Linked DNA regions of Hordeum vulgare: region 1 is linked to region 2. Evidence: chromatin contacts called from public Hi-C data. All regions are on one chromosome and are shown on one strand. Each heading gives the region's core, a stretch centred on a gene start, on an enhancer-like site or on the middle of the called end of the contact. The rest is flanking DNA. Distances are from core to core; before and after follow the strand shown. Region 1 holds the start of LOC123447431. Region 2 has its middle 47 kb from the start of LOC123447430.

What was found. Hi-C and Micro-C count contacts between places; a contact is called where the count stands out from the background.
Region 1: a contact with region 2 is called in a Hi-C map of leaf, with 4 times the contacts expected there. The contact joins the promoter of LOC123447431 here to the enhancer-like site in region 2. A contact is called at or near these places in 3 of 6 Hi-C or Micro-C datasets (leaf and seedling).

The regions. Positions count from the first base shown.
Region 1 is chr4H:597,276,286-597,279,721 of MorexV3_pseudomolecules_assembly, reverse strand. LOC123447431 reads left to right here and starts at 1,560. Exons shown (of 2, transcript XM_045124030.1): 1 at 1,560-2,486; 2 at 2,671-2,942. The coding sequence starts at 1,909. The coding sequence ends at 2,454.
Region 2 is chr4H:597,181,792-597,185,509 of MorexV3_pseudomolecules_assembly, reverse strand. No RefSeq gene overlaps it. Among protein-coding and RNA genes, the nearest start is that of LOC123447430, 47 kb to the right of the region's middle. Within about 2 kb of position 1,694, at least 3 of the 3 cell types and tissues checked have open chromatin away from gene starts, as enhancers often do. A contact at or near this core is called in leaf and seedling, where this site is marked.

The DNA.
Region 1 (3,436 bases), core at 311-2,810, 94 kb before region 2:
ATGTTTATCGCATGATATAGTTAAAAGGAACACAATTTGTATGCCAATGGAAGGCATGTGATTATAATGGTACGATTCTCTTGATAGCCAGACCGAACTAAGATGATGTTACTGGCGCTTTCTACAAGAAATTCTAATATATGGATGTGGCTTTTTTAGTGAGAGAACATGGCTCCTCCACCAAACGGATGACTTCTTCCGCCCGCACTCCGTAGTCTGGAACATTTCGGCAAATCTAACGCACTGGATATGTCATACATTCTGTCACAAGCAAGCCGATATTTTGGCATGACCTTTGCTAAAAGGAGGACATATCGAGCGCCTAAATTTTTTCGAAACAGGAGTGAAACAACGTTGCTGCAAAACATATGCCACTCGGAGGTGTTCCCCTTGAGATGATACTTTGTTTCATCCATTCATTTATCTATCTCTCTAACAACAAAACAAACTATACGTAACCTATAATTTTTTCGAATCTATCCATTTTTATGGCATTTTTCAGAACGAAAGATATTAAAAGTGCATCAATGCTTTTTTGTGTACATCTTTAATGTGCGTATGAGAACAAGAAAAAAAGTTTAGTCTCTTGATGGATGGAAAACTAGAGGGTCATGTGACATACGAATAATGCAGAGGAACACTTGTTTTTTCACTTTTACGGGTGACAGGGTGGGTAATTTATTTGAACTTTAGTGATAATTTTGATTACAAAAGAATACTTTAGATCAACAATTAAGGAAGAGTTTTTCACTTATGGATGGCGGGTGGGTAATTACTTCAACTTTAGGGGCGGTTTCAATGACAGATGAAACAAATTCGAGAAACAATTAATGAAGAGTTTATCTCACGTGTGGCGCAGGGTAGACAATTTACTTAAAATTTAGGGGCATTTTCATTGGCAGAAGAAAAATCGTAAAAACAATTTACAAAGAGTTTTTTGCCACTTACAGGTGTTATGGTGGGTAATTTGGTTCAACTTTATCAATAACTTTGGGTAGGTGGACATACCAAAAAAATGGAGAAACACATCTATAGCCAATAATATTATTGGCTATAGATTTAAATTTGTTAGGGCTTGTATCATGCTCACGGAGGCGCGATGGTGGTGGCTCTTTGAAGATGAAATAAGGTTGTCCTCACCTAGCCCTCATCCCAGGGGTGCTTGGCATCGTCGAGGGCATGTTGAGATGTGTCTTCGGCGGATCTCGTTGGATTCGGTCGATGGTAGTCTTTGATGAATTTGCTCGGATCCGGTCTTGATTTGTTTATATTCATGTGTCTTCGATTTGTATACTTTTGATATAAGCTTCTTTTTATTGACTGCGATATTGTTGTTCAGGTGCCTGATTTTATAGGACCTTGGTAAGGCGACTTTCCAACTATTTACCACAACAATTTTTATCCAGTTTTGATGAGGAACGGACGATGACGACCATGCATATTCAGCTCACTTCAGTGTTCGTATTTTTTTAGATGGTTTACAAATCTGAATGTAATTTTTATTATTTTTAGCTTTGTTGTACTGCAATCGAAAGTTTTTGGGAAAAAAAGGTGAGCATCATGTCGTCAGTCAGCCAATGCTACGGCAGGTCTGTAGCGCCTCCGCTCCCTGTCAATGGGATGTGATCTATTTTATTTTCTTCTTTTTTGATAAAAGGAGGGATCTATTTTCTTTTTTTAAGTGAAAACAGTAGTAGCATTCGACTAGAGGGGTCTATTTATGCCCATCATATCGCAGGCAGAGCGTGCTCCGTTCCCATTCGTCCTCCTCTGTTAGCATATATTCCCAATATAGAAGTGCCGCCGCTACCATTATCATCGATCATCTGTCGTTCATAGTCTTGTGTTGTAGAGTGCTTTTAGACCTTAAGAGTGACACTGCAGCAACAGCAGTATATATATACTTGGATGGACAACGCCAAGCCATCGTGGTTCCACTCGCAGGCAGCGGCTGCGGCAGCGGATCTGACGCTGTCGTTCGGGTCGGCAGCCGGCAACCATGGCCGGGAAGAGATCAGGGAGGTGGCAACGCCGACAGCGCGCGTGAACGGCAAGGACGTGCGGCTGTTCCCGTGCCTCTTCTGCAACAAGACCTTCCTCAAGTCACAGGCGCTCGGCGGCCACCAGAACGCGCACCGCAAGGACCGCCTCGGCAGCTTCAGCGACCCCTACATGTACGGCCCCTACGACGAAGGCCACATCCGTGGCACCGCCGTTGATTCCGGCAGCGGCCGATCCATGAGCACCTCCATCTTATCGCACGGCGGTGGCAGCGTGTCAACTGGCGCTGATGCCAGGCCCGAGAGGTGGGGTAGCGGCGCTCCACGCTTTGGAGACCACGCGCAGCTCCTTGTGGATTCGCCCGCCGGACATGGCGTCGCGGTGGACATGCTCAGCACGAGGGCCTCCGTTGCAAGCGCCGGTGAGGAGCTCGAACTCGAGCTCCGCCTCTAGGATCATTGCGCACCATTCGTGTTCTTGCACAGGTACCTGCTACAATTTAAATCTTACTTTTCGCTCTATTTCCTCATCGATTTCCCCCTCTTTGCCGTGAGGAATTGAGGTAGCTCGACGTCCATTAGCGCCTCTACAGTTAGGTGTTCTTGATTGCGGCAGAATTAATTAACAAATTACATTCCCATATTAATAAATTACATAATCTATTGGCAGGTTAATTTCAATCGATGGATGTTCCGATATTTCCCAAATATCAGTTGTGTCGAAGGCGAGCCTGCAGTCCGTCCTTGAAAAGTGTACTGGGAGAGCTCTCCATGCGTTAATGTTATTGTGTTATTTTTGTTGTTATTTTCTAGTGCAAGTTTTGTTGTTGTTTGCGTCGTTAATACTTCCAGAAATATTTTTTGTTAATATGGAGTTTTGGACTCCAATTGGGCGAGATCGATGTAAGCCATGCAATAATTAACTCTGTATAATACCACTCCTTGAACCGTTTGCTCCTACTTCAATTTGTTTTGTCGCATGGAAGAGACCCATAATACATTCTGCTGCTAAATTCGGCAAGAGTTGCCAATGTTGGGTTTTGGACTTTTAGTGAAATATACTACAGGAGAAGCGGTCACGTTTTTTTTCTTCAAAAAGGAGAATTATCCCCAGCTTCTACATCAAACGATGTATATAATAATTTTATTATATTATTCAAGAGAACCCTAACAAAACAAATATGTGGATCAACTTGAAGCCATCATCTAGGCAACTATTGTTGTTACACCTACAAGCTGTTGATGATGTGGCCTGACCTCGCATCAATCTATTTCGATGACCTAACCAATCCGCCCACCGGCTAGCACAAAGCACCAATTGGTCTAGCTAGACCCTCTGCGCACAACGTATATGCATGCTCTAGAATCAGCTTCCGCCATCTTCTGACGTGCCATCTTCATGAATTATCAACGCATTGACCTTTCCACTCAATTCT
Region 2 (3,718 bases), core at 445-2,944:
GGAACACTACTAGGAAAAAGCTTATAGGTGAAGGTTTAGCAGTAGCGAGGCGTATAAACCCGGGCTACTACTAATTAGTAGTTGCGAGGGGTATAACCCACGCTACTACTAAGTTGATAGTAGTAGCGCGTGGTAGATACTCGCGCTACTACTATGTGGTGTCCACTGTGCCCCCCGGGACATGCCGTAGTACTAGCGTGGGGTATAAATCCCGCGCTACTATTAAGTTCATAGTGGTAGCGCGGGGTATAAACCTATGCTGCTACTAAGTGGTCTCCGTCGTGGCACCCGCGACAGACCGTAGTAGTAGTGCGGGGTATAAATTTCGTGCTACTACTATGTAAAAAGTTTTTCAACAACCCTGGAATCCCCATATCCGTCTCCGAATCCCTCCTCTCTCTCGTCACTCTTCCCTTCTCTCCATAGGCTCTCCCACAGGGCCTGCCCATGTTCGCCTCCTCCATGTTATCGAAAGAGGACGCCGCCTCGCACCTTCATGCCACCATGCCGGAGCACCTCACCTCGGTGACTAACCCCGTTGTTCCCTCCATCACCTTCCTCTCACCCTCGTTTCTCTCCCTCTCTCTCTCTCTCGTTTCTCTCTCTCTCTCTCCCTCTCCCTCTCCCTCTCCCTCTCCCTCTCCCTCCCTCGTTTCTAGTTCTCTCTCTCCCTCTTGTTTGACTCACCCTCATTGCTCATGCCAGTGCATGTCGTCGCCATGGACAACGAGGAGCTATTTACCTTGGCTGCGAACAGGAGCTCCACACTGTCGCCTTTCTCTGCCTTGGATTTGGACCCTCTCTAGCAACCGTCGTCGGATTTGGTCTGCCGCTGCCCGTCCGCGACTCAGGCGACCCGTGCCATCACTGGATTGAATTATTACCACCATTGACAATACACACGGGATTGATATTTTTTATTTTCAAAATTCATAGTAGTCGTTGCTCACATCCACGCGCTACATATAATTAGTAGTAGCACGGGTGGTACCCACGTTATTATTATCACACATAGTGGTAGCGCGGAATGACACACGCTACTACTACAAATTAGTTGTAGTGTCCTAGCAGTAGCACAGACCCCCGCGCTACTGCTACGGTAAAACTCACGCTATTACTAGGCTTTTTTCCTAGTAGTGAAAGTAGACTAAGACACTGGTTATTTTAACTTCAGAGCCTCAATCTATATATAAAATAAAGCCCGTGAGCAAGAAAGACTTAGATGTGACCGGTCAACGTTCACCGACGTGTCCGCAGATGTTTAAAGATTGGCTTATCAAGCTTGGCTGTAGATACTCTCATGTCCTTCATGGTACGGAGAAAAGCTCGGTTAATTGGTCCTCAAAACGTACTGTTAATCTGGAGTTTGCTCTTGCGGAAACCCGATCAAAAAACATCCGTTGGCCTTTGAGCTACGCGAAGAGGAACGCATCTCGACATGTTGCATCTATTGTTGTCGCGATATGATGATGATACTAGTACTAGTATCTAAGAAAGGTTTTGTGGCACATATGCTAGCAGGGACGGAATGCATGATGCATCACACGTACACGTACTGCTCCAGGCCAACTGTAGTGTCACTTGGCGTACTAGCATTGTCACCAATTATGACCCATCGGCCGCACTGCACTGCCATCTGCGTCGCATAATTAATTGGCGGGTCCGTCGAGGTCCACAGCTCCACTCTCAGTCTGAGTGCAACCGGACCCCCCACCGCAGCAAGTGCTTTTGTCGCATAGGCTGTACGGAGTGTCGCCTCTAGTCACATGGGTGCTGTGACTGCTAACATAAATGGAAAAAGACCGCCTAGCTTGTCCGCACATATGGTGGCACCTCGACGCGTGTCGCAACGTCAGGGTATACCAAAACACCCGCAAATGACCGAACTGGCCCATTCGGGCACTGCTAGGCCGTGACCGCATTTGGTACACATGTGTGCGTTTGGATTAAAACTGATACCCCTCCTGTCACAGTTTAAAAAGCATGCACGTTTATTTAGATTATCAATTTAATTTATATAAAATATATTATTTAATATAAAAATTATATTATTAGAAAATAGAACATCTAAAATTTCTAATGATATATTTTTTATAATATATGTTTTTCATTAACTTTGTCAAATTAACGACCTATGTACATGTGCTGGACTTGTAAACTGAGACGGAGGGAATAGAAACGATATTTTAATCATTTGACGTAGTCTTATATTATGTTTGTCTTGTGTTCCTCTGTACGCATTTCTGGCTCAAATTTATGATAGATTTTCGTTCAGGCGGACATGAGATGGACGTTAGTGTGTATGCTTGTCCTTTGTCTCGGACTGTGCTTTTACCGTTCACCTAGGACGCGTTTGGTTCCCTGCATTAGGCCTAGCCTGGCCCGCGCGGAAAAGGAAGTGGCCCGTTTGGTTGCCTGCCTTTACTGTATGTCCCGCATGGCACGAACCTTAAAGCGGCTTCAGGCCAGGCCAAGGGGAAACGCTTGAATCAGCAGTAGCTCGCGAGCCTGGCTCGGGCGACGAAGGGACGGCGACGCGCTTCTCTCCTCGTGCGACCAAGGAGATGGCGCGAGCTCGCCCGCGTCGCCGAAAAATCAACGAGAGGATTTCGGCTCACCTCCCGCCGAGTCCGCCCCTATTTAGCCCCCTCCCTCACCGCCCCAACTCCTGCCACTATTCTCCCCCCTTTCGAGCTTTGCCGCCGACGCGCATCGGCACCGACGAGCAGGTAAGCGAGGCATCTTCATCGGCCGGTGGTCCACGACGTCGGCGGTCCTTCAGTGGTCGACGGTTATCTTCTATGACCGTTCCCCCTCGTCCTCGAGCTGCATACATGGCTTCTGTGAGTTCAATCCCACTTTCTCTCTGTTCCTTCTAACTAGATCTGAGCTGCAGCTAGGGTTTGATGTAGATGCATGGTTGATTAGTGCTCTTATCTGTGAGCTCATATCCTTGATTGCTATACTGCGGTTGCAATTTGTGATAGGGTTAGATGTTCAAGCATGTGGTAGGCTAGATTAGTAGTAGAGTTTGAAGTTGAAACTTGTGCTTGTGTTGATTCGTGCTTAGATCTGTGATTTGTAGCTATTGATGGTTCATTTGTAGCATGATGTTTGTTGTAGATGTATGTTCCTTCTCATAGATTGTGTGGTATGCTTAGTATGAGAGCGATGAATCGTGTGCTTAGTATGATAGTGATGAAGCATGTGCTTGGTATGATAGTAATGAACCATGTACATGTATGCTTCTGCTTTCATGGATTGTCTGGTATGTTGTGTGTTATGCTTACTGTCAATGTGTGCTACGATTGTAAGACATGACCATGCAGATGCAAGATCTTAGTCAGGCCCTTGTTCTGTGAGACAGCTAGTTTCCTCCATTGTTTGTCCAGGACTCGCAACCTATGTTCGAGATGGCACCTGATTCAGAGGTGTTCGCGTCTCATTCCGTCTAATGTGCCAGTAGTGATCATTCAGCAAACTCCTGTTGTTGCCGCTGCAACAGCAAAGGCAAAGAAGGATGGTAGGTCGAACAACATGAAGTGGCACCCGTTCATGTCCACGTTCGTGCTGAACAAGATGTGTGAGCTCATCTCTAGTGAAGTTAGGACTGACAAGGGCTTCAAAGAGGTGCACTTAAACACCGTTGCGAAGCACGTGTTCGAGTTCTACGGGCAAGACGTGTCCGCCACCCAGGTGTACAACCACCTGAGAAAAT